Linked DNA regions of Sus scrofa: all the other regions are linked to region 1. A link is a contact called in public promoter capture Hi-C data. All regions are on one chromosome and are shown on one strand. Each heading gives the region's core, a stretch centred on a gene start, on an enhancer-like site or on the middle of the called end of the contact. The rest is flanking DNA. Distances are from core to core; before and after follow the strand shown.

What was found. Promoter capture Hi-C pulls out the DNA fragments that hold promoters and counts their contacts.
Region 2: a contact with region 1 is called in a promoter capture Hi-C map of fetal liver, with 4 times the contacts expected there. The contact joins the promoter of TOGARAM1 here to the promoter of MIS18BP1 in region 1. A contact is called at or near these places in 2 of 5 promoter capture datasets (fetal liver and liver), 10 of 47 Hi-C or Micro-C datasets (alveolar macrophages, blood, fetal heart ventricle and 4 more) and 2 of 2 datasets of contacts at active chromatin or transcription factors (alveolar macrophages and skeletal muscle).
Region 3: a contact with region 1 is called in a promoter capture Hi-C map of liver, with 3 times the contacts expected there. The contact joins the promoter of PRPF39 here to the promoter of MIS18BP1 in region 1. A contact is called at or near these places in 2 of 5 promoter capture datasets (fetal liver and liver), 2 of 47 Hi-C or Micro-C datasets (heart right ventricle and skeletal muscle) and 1 of 2 datasets of contacts at active chromatin or transcription factors (alveolar macrophages).

What each region holds. Positions count from the first base shown.
Region 1 is chr1:175,446,706-175,451,568 of Sscrofa11.1, forward strand. It overlaps MIS18BP1 (mis18-binding protein 1), which reads right to left and starts at 2,694. Exons shown (of 14, transcript XM_021101228.1): 1 at 1,493-2,694.
Region 2 is chr1:175,195,444-175,200,306 of Sscrofa11.1, forward strand. It overlaps TOGARAM1 (crescerin-1), which reads left to right and starts at 2,729. Exons shown (of 22, transcript XR_002346627.1): 1 at 2,729-4,863. KLHL28 (kelch-like protein 28) reads right to left here and starts at 3,734. Exons shown (of 5, transcript XM_001926290.5): 1 at 2,561-3,734.
Region 3 is chr1:175,283,092-175,287,954 of Sscrofa11.1, forward strand. It overlaps PRPF39 (pre-mRNA-processing factor 39), which reads left to right and starts at 2,128. Exons shown (of 14, transcript XM_001927120.5): 1 at 2,128-2,312.

The DNA of each region.
Region 1 (4,863 bases), core at 1,444-3,943:
TTAATTCCACAATATAGATGTGCATGCCATTGTTCAAGAAATTCCACTTTTAATTTTTTTCTTATAGAAACATCAATACAAGAATGCAAATACATGTGGTAATAATAGTCAACATTTACTGCATATATGCTAGACACTACTTAATCTTACAGCAATGCTTAAGAGTAAAGTACTGTTGTTATTCTCATTTTGAGAATTAGGAAACTAAGGCATAGAGTGATTAAATAACCAGCCCACAGTCCCACTGACAATGATTATGAGCAGGACCCCCAGCTATCCGATTTTAAAGCCCAAGTTCTTAAAGAGGCAGTATAAAAGAATGTTCACTGAAGTACTGGGCTAATTAGAAACAATCTAGATGTCTACCAAGATGGGACAAAATTCTGCTACATCCACACAACTGAATTCTACCTATTCCACTAAAAGAATATACATACACACTGACATAGAAAACAACTAGGATATACTAAGTTAAAAAAGGAAAAGGAACAGGAGGTGTAACTGAATTTCTGAAATAAATAAATAAATAAACACCTAAATAAAGGAAGAGGGAAATACATAGACATAGGGGAAAAAAAAAAAACTGGAAGTAGACCAAATTGTAAACAGAGTTTATCTTTGAGAAGTAGGATGAAGAGGGCTCCCATTTCCTAAATATTTTTTAATTTAACATTTGTAAGTATTTGCAACTAATATGTAATCAAAAGAAAACATAAGCTGGATGGATCAATTGTTTCTTTAGCTTTGTGAATCCTAGGTTCCAAGGTGAAGAATCAGGAAGTGACGGTGACGCACACAATTTTTCTACTTGGTAATTATCTGAAACTTTTTTTTTTTCTAGAAGTGATTTTAGAGTAAAGTTTAGAGCGCTCACCATCGAAACGAATCTGAACGGAAGTGGTCTACTTCCGTAATAACTACAGCAGAAACGCAACAAATCACACCTAATGAACGAGCAGTTGTGATACCACTGCCAAAGGCAAAAATGTACAAAAACAACTTGATCCCTTTGCTGTACAGTGGGAAAATTAAAAAAAAAAAAAAAAAGTCTGCGTGGGACCATTACGCTGAAGTGCTGGAAGTCACAGTGCCAGAAGGGACGGGAGAGAGGAGACGAAAGAAGCGGGGCGAAGAGGCCGTACCTTGGGTGAAGAGACCGGCACCGTAGAGACGGCGGCGGCCCGGGCTCGACTTCGCTTAGAGGGCGGGCAGGAACACCACGGCTTCTGCCTCTGGCCCAAGTCGGCCGCAGCGGCCGAGCACCAGGTGACGCTCACCACCTCCTTGAGGTTCCCTAACACCAAAACTATCTGGCAATTCAAATTTTAAGAGCCTGCCCTCCAGGCACCAGGGATTGGCGCGCTCAGGAATTGCGTCACCACGCGTCTCTCTGGGACGCAGGAAAACGTGGGGCGGTCCCCGCTCCGCGAGGGCAGTGCTCTTTCTACAAAACGTAGGCAACCCCAAGTTGCCACGGGTACCGGGCACGCACCTCTAGCTGTCCTCGAAATTAATTTCCTCTTCAGAGAAGGAGCCAACCCCGCATTCTGCCGTTCCTCCCGAAATGCTCTGCGGCAGGAAGACTACGTCAGACGTCGTCTGCGCGCTCTGGCACTTCTGTGGGTTTTTAATTTTGGTCCTTCCCGGCTACCTTCCTCCCCTACTGGCGTGAATGCTGATAGAATTTGGTTGTGCATTCCCTTCCGTCTGAAAGAAAACTGCTTGCCGAATCCGTTTAAGAGCCTTTAGTTTTCTCAGGCCGTCAGGTATTTGAGGCCGAGAAGGAGCGTTTTGTTCTTGAAACAATGGACTAAATGCAAAGTTATACTCGCAATGGGATACTTAGTTTGAGCTATTCCCCCCGGGAAATTTTCTTTTGTTTTGCTTTGTTTTTAAGAAACTTACTGAATCCTAAAGCCTTAATCTCGGCTACCCTGGTTTGCCTTACAGTTGCAGTTAGACCGAGCCGTATCAGACCACACCCAGTGATGCTGTGCCGTAGCCACGGCGGAGCACTGTGTATCCCCCGCTTCAGCGCCCCAGCAAGCCGCAGTTGCCGGCCGGAAGCATTGTGTAGTGCCCCTTGTTTCAGTCTTGGCAGAGAAAAAGGAGCCAGAGGAGTAACTAGTGTTTTCAGCCCTAAATCCCTTCTGGCTCCAATCCTGCACCTTCTTTCCATGAACTCCGCCCCCCTCCTCACCAAGTACGCATTTAGGACAGGAGAGTTTATTTTTTGCTTCATCCAAGAAAAGTTCTCAGCATCCTAGAATCATGTATCGCATCTGTCCGATAAGACTGGACTGAAATGGCTGTAATGAATTAATTTTTTAAAGAGATGGTTGCGAGCCCTTCTTCTAAAGTCTGTATCCACTAAATCCTGTATTCACCAAATATTCAGAATCCAAAATGTAAATTTAAAGCATAAAATGATTGCAAGTAAAGAAAAAAAAGAAACCAGTTGGGGGGTAGAACGAGGAAAGCAAATCTGTCAGAGCGGAAAAATCAAAGAAGAGACAGTAGGCTGGAGCTCTGAGACTTCAAGCCAGTTTTATGGACCAACAGATTGGCCAGGAGTCGGGAGAGAGCTCAGGTTCTCCGCTGCTTAGGGAGCAGTTAGTGATGTAGGAAAAGGGGTAGTTTCTATTTTCAGCACAGGTTTGTTCTTGGGCTAGGTCAGTATTCAAGGGTTAGGGGGAGGCAGTTTCCTTAGGAATGTAAGTAATGGTTTTGGGTGGGGGGTAGAGGGCAGTTGTAAAAGAACATCGTCTGATGAATGACTCTTTAACTGGTCTCCAAGGCAGCTCATTGTTCCCCAGGGGATCAGCCTTCTAGATTTTAAGTCTGATTAGAGTTTAGGTGGTGCATAGCAGGTCATGTACGATTCCCCACCTAAGAAAATCCATGTAGATAAATGAAGTTTCTATTTCTGCAGCATAATGGGAAATTGACTGGACATGGATTTGCACCAGATCTGTGGGAAAAGCCAGACTTAAAAATATGTGTTTAATGACATCTATGAAATAAACTCTGTGGGATAGAGGGGTTTTAAAGAGACAGGCATTCATATTTCAAAGCATCTGAAATGGAAATGTGAAAGTTTTCTATTCCTGATGATAGAGATAGACATGACTCACAACATTCAGTCAAAATAGGAACCTTGAAATATTAAGGGCAGGTACTCAGTTTAATTTTTTAAATTAACTGTTTCTCGTGTGAGAAGTAACTAGGATCTAGTGCGCTCCAGAGTGAACTGCAACAGGAATTTACATAAGAATGACAAATAATTTTCTAAGGAAACCTGGATAACAGCTTGTGGGTAAAAAAGTACAGAGAGAAGGCATACAGGCCAAGGGACAATGTTCATCTGTCCGTTGGACATTGATATGCTGCCTCGGATGGACCGTTTAAGTTTATATCTGCTGGGGATGGAGAGCTTCTTATATTCACAGTCAGGCAGCTGGAATAATCTGTCCTAAGTCTGTAACTCTTGGGAATGTATACAGACCCACTTAGGGTCCAAAAGACAGATATTGGAGGAGCCGATTCCTCTAATCGTTGTGTGGGAGTTGCTACCAAGGGATCTGAGTCTGCTGAGCTTGGAGGAATATTCCCAGCACCATGGTAAGTTCCAGTAGGGGCACTACTTGACCATATAGCATTTTGGGGGGAATTAGAAAAAAGATACTCTTTCATCAAGGCCAGTGGTTCTCAACCAGGGATAATTTTGCACCCCTAGAGGACATTTGGCAATGTCTGGAAATATGAATGTCAGGACTGAGAAGGATGGCCCTTGTAGCTATTGAGTAGAGGATAGAAATGCTGCTAAACATCCTATAATGCACAGGGCAGCTATTGATAATTCTTAAAGAATTATCAAGATTAAAATGTCAGTAATGCCAAAGTTGCAAGATCCTACACTTGTAACATGTAGCCCTGAATTAGGATTTTTGTCTCCTTTCACTCTGTGTTCCCAGTGTAAGGCATAACTGTGCAAATACTACTGTCCTCTCTGGGCTTAGAGGAAGGTTGAAAATGGAATCAACAGGGAGGTTTTACAGGCTTTTAAGAGGAGGATTCTTCAGTAGAAAAGACTGTCAAGAAGATTGTTGTATAATAGAGACAGTATACAAGCACATAAACATATAAACATACTATTACAAATTGTAATAAGTGCTATGAAGGTGTATTAGTTTGGCTCCTGCAGGAAGCTGATGGTAAGATGGAATTCGGAATACAAGAGACTTGTTGAGAGATATGGCCTGTGAAAGTTTAAGGGGGAGGAAAAAGAATTGGGTCTAGTAAATCCTTAGGCTTTAATGCAGATCTGCCATTTGTGAAAGAAAAAAGGAGTAGGAAGCAGAATTGGGCCTGGTAAATCTTTAGGCTTTGATGCAGATCTGCCATTTGTGAAAGAAAAAAGGAGTAGGAAGCAGAATTGGGCAGAGGGAAGGAACCAAAGATTGCAATACAGATTGACAAAGAATTGGCTAATGCAATAGGGAGTATGGAGGTAGCCCATCAGAGGAGGTCTGCAGTGGGCAGAAACCAGAAATGGGCAGGCCCTGAAATCCATCATGCTGGAGGTGGGAAGAACATGCCTTGCCTCAAAGGCTTAATTTTTTTTTTAGTTGACATATAACAATGTATTAGTTTCAAGTATAGAACATAATGATTTGATATATATATGTATATATATATATCTAGACAATGTCTAGTTAACATCTGTTACTGCACATAGGTACAATTTTGTTTTTCTTGTGATGATAATTTTTAAGATTTACCATCTTAGCAACTTTCCAATATATAATTTAACATTTTTAACTATAGTCATTATGCTGTGCAATACACATCTAGAACTTATTT
Region 2 (4,863 bases), core at 1,479-3,978, 250 kb before region 1:
AATATTTTTTGGAGTTCCCGTCGTGGCTCAGTGGTTAACGAATCCGACTAGGAATCATGAGGTTGGGGGTTCGATCCCTGGCCTTGCTCAGTGGGTTAAGGATCTGGTGTTGCCCTGAGTTGTGGTATAGGTTGCAGACATGGCTCAGATCCCAAGTTGCTGTGGCCATGGCTGGCGTAGGCCAGCAGTTACAGCTCCAATTAGACTCCTAGCCTGGGAACCTCCATATGCCTTGGGAGCGGCCCCAGAAAAGGCAAAAAGACAAAAAAAAGAATAGGATTTTTTTAAAATCTGCACTGTGCATGGAGGTCCCATCACGCCTCAGTGAAAACGAATCCGATTAGTATCCATGAGGATGCGGGTTCAATCCCTGGCCTCACTCAGTGGGTTAAGGATCCAGCATTGCCCATTGCTGTGAGCTGTGGTGTAGGTCGCAGATGCAGCTCAGATCCCACGATGCTGTGGCTATGACGTAGGCCAGCAGCTACAGCCCCAATTTGACCCCTAGCCTGGAAACCTCCAAATGTCGCAGGTGAGGCCCTAAAAAGACAAAAAAAACAACAAGTCTGCATAATAATAAAAGTCTGCATCATCTTAATAGAACATACATTAAATGGATGGGATTTATTTTCCACAAAATAACTCTAAAAGACAATTAGTAAGATATGAGATGCTATCAGATCCCACTTCCTAAATATCCACCAGGAAGACTAATGCGTCTTCCAAATCTTCATCAAGGAAATGAAAGGTAACAAATATAAAAATAAATTGCAATCTATAACATAGTGATCTACAGGGCCCCAAGAAAAAGTGTCAAAATTAAGACTCATCTTGTTTTGTTCCAAGGAAAAGTATATAACTAGTTGATTTAAGTATCCAAGCCCCTTGAAAAGTATTATTTACAGAGAGAAGTGGTAATTCTTAAGCTTCTACCATAATTTTGATGATGAAACATTATTCAGGGCTTTCCAAGTTCCTTTTCCTTGTTCTTTGATTACCACACAACTTCCCAAGTTCATGGATACAGGAAAGAGTGCACTGGGTTTTCAACCTGAAAATTCTGATCACTGGAAAGAGTTATCTTCTATTCCAACATAAACTGACATTCTAATGTGTACATTCTGATGTGCACATCATTCTTTTACTTTAGTTTGAATTGAGTTCCTGAAGTCTGAGCATACATGAGTAAAAATATAAATTTGAACTTCTTACATTGGAAATATGATAACTAGACATTCCTTCTCATTGACAACTGCTAAAATCATCTCTCGGGTTTCATTCCCCAGCCCCTGCCCTGCCCTTTACAAAAAAAAACAAGAAAAAATTTGGTTTTATTTTTTGGTCTAATGAAATATCTAGTCAAACCAAATTTAGGCAATTTATTTAAATATCAAAATGACTAATTAAAATTAAAGTAACAACCAAGAATTTAAACCAAAACATATGGACGCATGTTTGCATAAGTCTCATTTACATTTACTCACAAAAGAAAAAAAACCAAAACATAATAATCAAATTGGCTTTAAAACAACACTCAGAAATTATTTTTGAACTTTCATTATCCAGCAACATAATATATAAAGTAGTTTGGCACGCTAAGAATAAAGTATTTAAGAGACATCCCGTGTGTTACAGAACAGGGTAGGAACACTTGCATTTTAAAAGCATAAATTTAAGATTTTAAATAACAGACTTCTTTCATTGGGTCATTCAAAAGCAACTGTATTATTCCCTAAAACAAAAACCAAAAATTCTACCACACTACAAAGAATTCAGCCTCAAATCAGGCACTCTAGCTCCTCAACGGTGTCCGCTTAAGTTTTATTTAAAAGGAAAAAATGCTCACCAAATTCACTGTTTGCCTAAAACAAAGAAATGTCTATTACCAGCTCTAAATCTACAGGGCAGAATTCTCTTAGGACCATGATGCCAAGAACTTCAACCGCAACTGAAACTGTCTTTGCAATCTCCGTTTCCAGGAGACTGAAAGGCTGCAGAGACGCGGGAGGATCCCGCAGGGAGGTTGAAGCGCCGGAGGGAGCGGGAGGGGGAAGGGGTGAGCCCCACAGAGGAACTGCATTAGACTTTGAGAACGTATAAAGGAGACAAGGTTAGCTACAGAAAAAAAATAGATTTATCTTCAGCTCTAAGTAGGTTATGAAATAGAGAACTTATAGTTATGAGCATAAGGAAAAATGACAAAAAACAAACCCAAAACATTAACCCTTCAAGACCAGAGCGTAAGCGAAGTAGGAATCAGGGCGGGGGGGGGGGGCCGCAGGGAAAGTAAGGGCCCAAAACACCAGGTTTTGAAAAAAAAGTACGTAAGCTCGGAACTTGGCCCGGATTTAGATCTCCTGTCCCGGTAAGTAGACGGCAGGAGGAAAGGATCGCACATACGGCTGTAGACTGCAACACGTCTACAACGGTAACTAGCCCTGCACAGGAAGATGTCGTCTCTCCCCCTGCTTGCTACCGTTCATTTCCTTATATCTTACTCCACCACCAGCAGCACTCAAGCAAAACTTTGCACCGCAGAAGCACAGCAAAAAGAAAATACCTGAGTCCCAAGAATCACTCCCGCAGCAACAGGAGGAGGAGCCGTGGACGACTGGAGCCCGGGCAAGATCCTCACTTGCCTCTAGTCAAATCTCAATTCCTACGGGTGGGGCGGGGAACTTCCGCCCGGAGCGAGGAGAGCGTCACTTCCGCTTACTGCCGTCTCCTTTCCTCGCCTTCCCTGCTACAGAGACGTTCACTACGTTCACTCGTTCACTACGTTCGCTACGTTCGCAACACTCTCACTTCCTTTTCCAGAAGACGTCAGCCTAATCCGAATTTCTGACGTAGACTACATAACCCAGCATTCATCACTGCAGGTTAATTTCCGGGTTAAGACGTCCGCTCTGGGTACATCACCATGGAAGCGATCGGTTTGGTCACGTGGTGCCCCTGGTTACGCCCGGTGGCAGCTGTGGGGTCTGGCGCTCCGGCGGGGGCCATTTTGCTGAAGGCAGCCTCAGAGTCAAGCTTGGCAGCTGGTCAAGCTGTTCCTTTTCCTCTTCTGCAGCTTGAGGCTTGGAGAGGAACAAGAAGGCTGGGCTCCATCGAGCCCTTCGGAGACGATGGTTTCCTCCAGCCTCCACTTGACGACCCTCCATGGCGGCTGCGCCCTCCGCGCTGCACCCTCTGCCTCCCCTTCCAGCCCTCGGTGCCTCTCGCCTTCAGAGCCGCAGTCGTCCTTCCGCCTCAGAGACTGATGATAGTCTACGTGGGGGCGCCATGAGAGGCGAGAAAAACTACTGCCGAGGAGCTGCCGGAGACCACGGCTCCTGCTCCCCGACACCTTCGCCTCTGGCCTCGGCCCTCTTGATGCCGGCGGAGGCAGTCTCAAGTAGTTGGTCTGGGTCTGGAGGTGGTTTGTCAGGGGGAGACGAAGAGGAGACTCGGCTTCTTCAACTCCTCCGAACCGCGCCGGACCCTTCCGAGGCTTTCCAGGCTTTGCAGGCTGCTTTGCCGCGGCGAGGCTGTCGACTTGGCTTCCCCCGACGGAAGGAAGCATTGTATCGGGCCCTGGGCCGAGTGCTGGTGGAAGGAGGTAGTGATGAGAAGCGACTCTGCTTGCAATTCCTCTTGGACATTCTTCGGGGTCAGGGGGAGGCAGGCCAGCTGGAAGAGGCCTTTAGCTTAGCACTTCTGCCTCAACTGGTTGTTTCCTTACGAGAAGAGAATCCGGCCTTGCGGAAAGATGCGCTCCAGATCCTACACATATGTCTGAAACGTAGTTCCGGACAGGTGCTGAGAACGCTGATACAGCAAGGACTGGAAAGTACCGACTCCCGGCTTAGAGCTTCCACAGCTCTGCTATTCCCTATCTTGCTTACACCTGAGGATTTGTTGCTCGGCCTAGATCTTACGGAGGTGATAATATCCTTAGCACGAAAGCTTGGCAGTCAGGAAATAGAAGAAGAATCTGAGACAGCTTTCTCTGCTCTTCAACAAATTGGGGAGCGTCTTGGCCAAGAGAGGTTTCAATCCTATATCTCTCGCCTGCCTTCTGCCCTGAGGAGACACTACAATCGCCGCCTGGAGACACATTTCGGAAGTCAGGTTCCTTATTATCTGGAACTTGAAGCTTCTGGATTGCCTGAAGATCCCCTTCCCTGTGCAGTGACTATTTCCAACAGTAACCTTAAATTTGGGATTATTCCTCAGGAGCTGCATTCAAGATTGTTAGATCAGGAAGACTATAAGAACCGGACTCAGGCCGTCGAGGAACTAAAACAGGTGATGGGACGCTTTAACCCTAGTTCCACCCCTTATTCTAGTCTTGTCGGTTTCGTTAGTTTGCTATATAATTTGTTAGACGATTCTAACTTCAAAGTGGTTCATGGCACACTTCAAGTCCTGCATTTACTGGTTATTCGCCTTGGAGAGCAGGTACAACAGTTCTTGGGACCAGTTATAGCAGCTTCTGTCAAAGTGCTGGCTGACAACAAGTTGGTGATCAAACAAGAGTACATGAAAATCTTCCTCAAGCTGATGAAGGAAGTAGGTCCTCAACAGGTGCTTTGCTTACTCCTGGAACATCTCAAACACAAGCATTCTAGAGTGAGAGAGGAGGTGGTGAACATTTGCATCTGCTCCCTCCTAACTTATCCCAGTGAGGATTTTGACTTATCCAAACTGTCTTTTGATCTTGCCCCAGCTCTTGTAGATAGCAAACGCAGGGTACGCCAAGCAGCCCTTGAAGCCTTTGCTGTGTTGGCATCATCAATGGGCTCAGGTAAAACCAGCATCCTTTTCAAAGCTGTGGATACTGTTGAGCTGCAAGATAATGGAGATGGAGTGATGAATGCTGTA
Region 3 (4,863 bases), core at 878-3,377, 160 kb before region 1:
GTAGGTTGGACAGTTGACTTGGAGAAGCAAACGGAAGAAATCCATTACATTAATAAATTTCCCCCATCTGCACCATCCTTTTGTTTTGAGATCATCTGACTTTTATTTTGTCTTTTTGGGGCCACACCCATGCCATATGGAAGTTCCCAGGCTAGGGGTCGAATCAGAGCTACTGCCAGCCTACACCACAGCCAAAGCAAGGTGGGATCCAAGCCATGTCCATGACATACAACACAGCTCATAGCAACGCCAGATCCTTTAACCCACTGATCAGGGCCAGGGATTGAAACTGCGTTCTCATGGTTACTAGTAGGGTTCATTAGCACTGAGCCACAAGGGGAAGTCCTCATCTGACTTTAAATACTGTATTTTTATTTATTTATTTATTTATTGCTTTTAAGGGCCCCACATGCAGCATGTGGAAGTTACCAGGATAGGGTTTGAACTGGAGCTTCAGCTGCTGGCCTAGCCACAGCCGCAGCAACACCAGATCCAACAGTGTCTGCAACCTACACCACAGCTCAAGGCAATGCTGGATCCTTAACCCACTGAGCAAGGTCAGGGTTAGAACCCAAATCTTCATGGATACTAGTTAGGTTCGTTTCTGCTGAGCCACAACAGGAACCCTAATACTGTATTTTAGAGCACCACACTGTAAACTACTATTTGGCATAAATATTTTTTCCCCCAAAGCTTATAATTGTGACATACAAGTTCTTTTAAAGTGAACTAAAGCTAAACCAAGTTTAAAAAAGTTTCCACCTGTGTTTTACTGTAGATAGAGGAAAAAGCACACTGAAGAAGGGTTAGACACACAAAAGGGACAAAGACACTTAAAGGGAACAATGGCTTTTATAAAGTTATGGGAAGGCAGAAACCAGCAAGAAGGCTGGTGTGATTATGAAAGGACTGTATTTTCAATGCTAAAATGTTTAAGTTTTTCTTAAAAGTGTTGGGGGAAACAGCAGTGAAAGTTTTTAAGCAGGAGAGTGAGAGCAAAAGACTGGCTTAAAAGGTTAAAATATAGAAAACCAGATAAAGGGAAACAATAAATTGACAATGAGTGAAGTTGAATAAGCAGGTGCATTTTCAGAAAATGATGCTTAGAGGGATGGGATCTCAGAGATAATCTTCTTCACTGATGAAGTTGAGAATACTTCAGGAAAGACTGAAAGGGACCAGGAGAGGAGTGAAGCCTGGGGCACTCAGTCATTGAATGACAGTGCTTGTGGCAAATTCTGCCTGCCTTCCCAATATATCACTCCCTTAACTGCTCTTTCCAATAATACTCATCTAAATGTCACTGGTTATACCAGTAAAAAGCATGCCTTCACTGTCAGAACTTGAAGAGTGGAAGAGGTAATGGAAAGGGTAATTTGATTAAAATGAACGCTAGGACTGGTTTTGATCTTTGGAAGCAATGGTGATGTTGAGGGGATTTATGATTAACTGGGTTGTAGACAGGAATTATCAATTTGCAGAGGAATATTTCTTAAAGCAGACAGATTCCAGAGATGGAAATTGCAGCCCAATTGTCACACTATTGAATCCTGAAGAAGAGATTGCCTGGTAAGTGTTGGGTGATCTCAAGAACCTTGAAACGGAAAAATGAGAGAGGCCAGATTTGGGGGAAAAAAATTAAAAAAAAATTTTTAAGTGAGGGTGGGAGTACAATTGGAGAGTGCCAAGATGGTCCAAATAATGCAGCCTTCATACACTCAGAGAAAAATTTTACATATCCCTTTAATAATCAGTTCCTCATGCCCCTAATTCCGCGATTGTTTCCCTTTCTCAGGAAACCTGAGTGGACACAGAGTCCATACATCATTGAGATTTGGGGTTTAAGGCTGAGTTTCTGTCCATTTTTAGGTAGAGGGGTGAAGCCCAGGCAGTTGTTCGCTCAAAAAAGAATAATAGTATTTTTCTTTAGAGGGGCGGGGCGCTCTCTGTGCTTAAGATCAGAGGTGCGAAAGGCCCTAAACAACCTCTTTCTACTCTGAAGTCCACATAGAGCTGGGAAAACCAGGTCTGAGCAGCAGCCCCGCCCTCCGCGGTGGAGGGGCGGGGTCGGGGCGCGGCCGGCCGCCCGCCCCTTGGATCCACTGAAGGCGAGGCTTGCGCGCTGCGCAGCCACGTGACTCGTTTGCCTTCAGGGACACCGACGCATGCGCGCCGCGCACTAGACGAAGCGGCTGTGGCGCTGGTGGCGGCTGCTGCTGCGGTGTCTGTGGGGACAGAGACGGTGGAAGTGCCATCTTCGGCTCGGTTGGCCCAGACAGCGGCTCATGGCATTGAGTGGCATCCATCGTCAGGTCAGCTGGGGCGGGCGCCTTGGAATTGGCCGGAGGAGGTGATACGCGGGGCAGGAATGGGCCTGCCATGTTTCAGGCCGCACTGGGGTTGCGGCCTCCCTCTCCCGCCTTGTTTGAGGCCTGGCTTGGCCTTGGGGCCCAGCTGTCCATTCCCTTTTCCTTCCCACCTGTTGGGTGGAGCAGTGCGGGGTTTCTTAAACCGTACGTTTCCCTGCCGGATACCTGACGACGGGCGGGGAAATGTGGGCCTCCACCCTGATTTAGGGAGCGATTTGGGCTAAGTCTAGCTAAGTCTAAAGGCCATGCTTTCCCGGGAGCTGGAAACCAGTGTGGTTGGAACGACTGGAAGTGGAGGGGGTCCAGAGGAATAGGAGAATGTGAAACAGATTGTCTTAACAAAACTTTTAGGTACCTCTAGGGCGCATTTCGCCTTCGAAAGCCACACTTTGGGACCCTGAGTCACAGCACCCCAAGATCACCTAAAGCTTTTGGCGGAATAGGATAGAAGCAGAAAAACCAAACCTTGAAGAAAAATGTTTATCATTTGCGGTCAGAGGCCAACACTGGTGTTTTTCTTGCTCTAAAAATCACATATTTAGGCTAATAAATAATACTTTAAGTTAATAGGTAGTAGAGCTCTTAATGTATCTTTAGTTTAATATTCATTTGCCTTCTCTTTGAGGGCGTCACGTTGACGACTGATCCTTCATCAAAAATACTTTATTTATTTATTTTATTTATTTATTTATTTTGCATTTGTAAAGGTTGAAGTTTAAGAAAGGAAGTTTCATGCAGGGAAATATGAAACTCATGTTTGAACTTAAGTGTTTTGGGCTCTGGAAGCTTAAGTGAATTGAAAACTAGCAACTACAGCCAGGTCCCACCCCGCTCCCCCTCCCCTTATAACCACATTCTAAAGCTGAAAAAGTTGGAACTTTACACTCTTCAGCCTATGGTAGAGAGAAAATGAATGAAAGGAGTTGTACTAAAGAAGACAAGTTCTGGAATAATTAAGGGTTACCAAAGATGGCTAATTAGTAGTTGGTGTGAGATGTTGTAAGTGAGAATTGAAAAGCAGGATTTTTTAGTGTCAGAATATTTGGTAATATTTTTACTTGCTTGCATATAGTTGAATAAGGAAAATAATTTTATAAATCAAATGATAAAAAGTATGGCTTTTTTTTCAGGAGAAAGATTAGAAGATACAACTACTATATATAAAAAAAGTCCTACTTGTAGCACAGGGAACTATATTCAATATCTTGTAATAAGCTTTACAAAAAAAAGAAACAACAGAACTTTCTGTTGTATATTAACAAATAATTCTGCATAAAGCATATGATTAAAATTTTGGGTTTTTTTTTTTTTTTTTTTTTTTTTTTTGTCTTTTTAGGGCCACACCTGTGGCATTTGGAAGTTCCCAGGCTAGGGATCCAATCAGAGCTTCAGCTGCCGGCCTGCACCACAGCTACAGCAACATGGGATCCCAGCTGTGTCTGCGACCTACAGCACAGCTCACAGCAACACCAGATCCTTAACCCACTGAGCCAGGCAAGGGATCAAATCTGCATTTGCATCCTCATGGGTTACTGCTGAGCCACAACAGGAACTCCTGGATTTAAAATTTTTGGAAAAGTAGCAAAGGAGGAAGAAAGTGGTAGTTCCAGCTAAATAGTTATCCGCCCCCAAAGACCTGAAGATGATACAAACATTTATATATATATAAAGTCCAGTTTCTGGGACATAGTCAATGGTTATTATGTGGAAATTTTAAAAAGATCAATCTGAACATTCTACTCAGCCTCTGAAAACAGTTTCCAAAACCAGTGGTTGTGATAAATCATAAGAAGTAGATATATACATTACTTCTTAACACTTTAAGTCTTCCATTTGGCTTATCTCTGGATGAGGCACAGAGTAACATATGGATTGCAAAGCTAGTTGATTTGCAGTACTCCTGACTTTCAGTTCTTAGTGATGACTTCACATTTGTGTGTTGCCCTGTTTGTTAAAAGAATAATCAGTGATATGATTTTGAGTACCTCTGTAGGCATAAATGCCTGTAGAGAGGTTAAAAGGAAGGTAATAGTTCAGACTTCTCATTTTTAACTAAGTATGGGTTAAGTCATCCTCCAGAAGATCTTTTAAATTTTAGGATGGCATGCTGAATTGTTAGTTAAATGTGTGTCGTAACTGAACTAAAACTTAAATGTAAGATGTAGAACTGTATTTTGTACTTCATATTCACTTTTAATATATACCATTTTCCTTTATACTTTACACCTCTCATGGTTTTATATAACAAAGTGCAAAGTAGTAAAGAAAAAAAAAAAAGGCATTGATTGGTTTGGTGAGTTGAGAAAAGGAGGAAACTTGTTATTTTGAGAACACCCTGAGCCTGAGAATGTGTTGGCCTCTGTAAATGACAGGAATACAGTAGGATTAATGTGTTTGAAAAGTTAAATTGGGACCAGATCTATCATTCAGTTTTTCAACAAATATTTACTGTGCTATTGTATACCAGACACTGTTTTGGCTTAGTGAGCAAAAC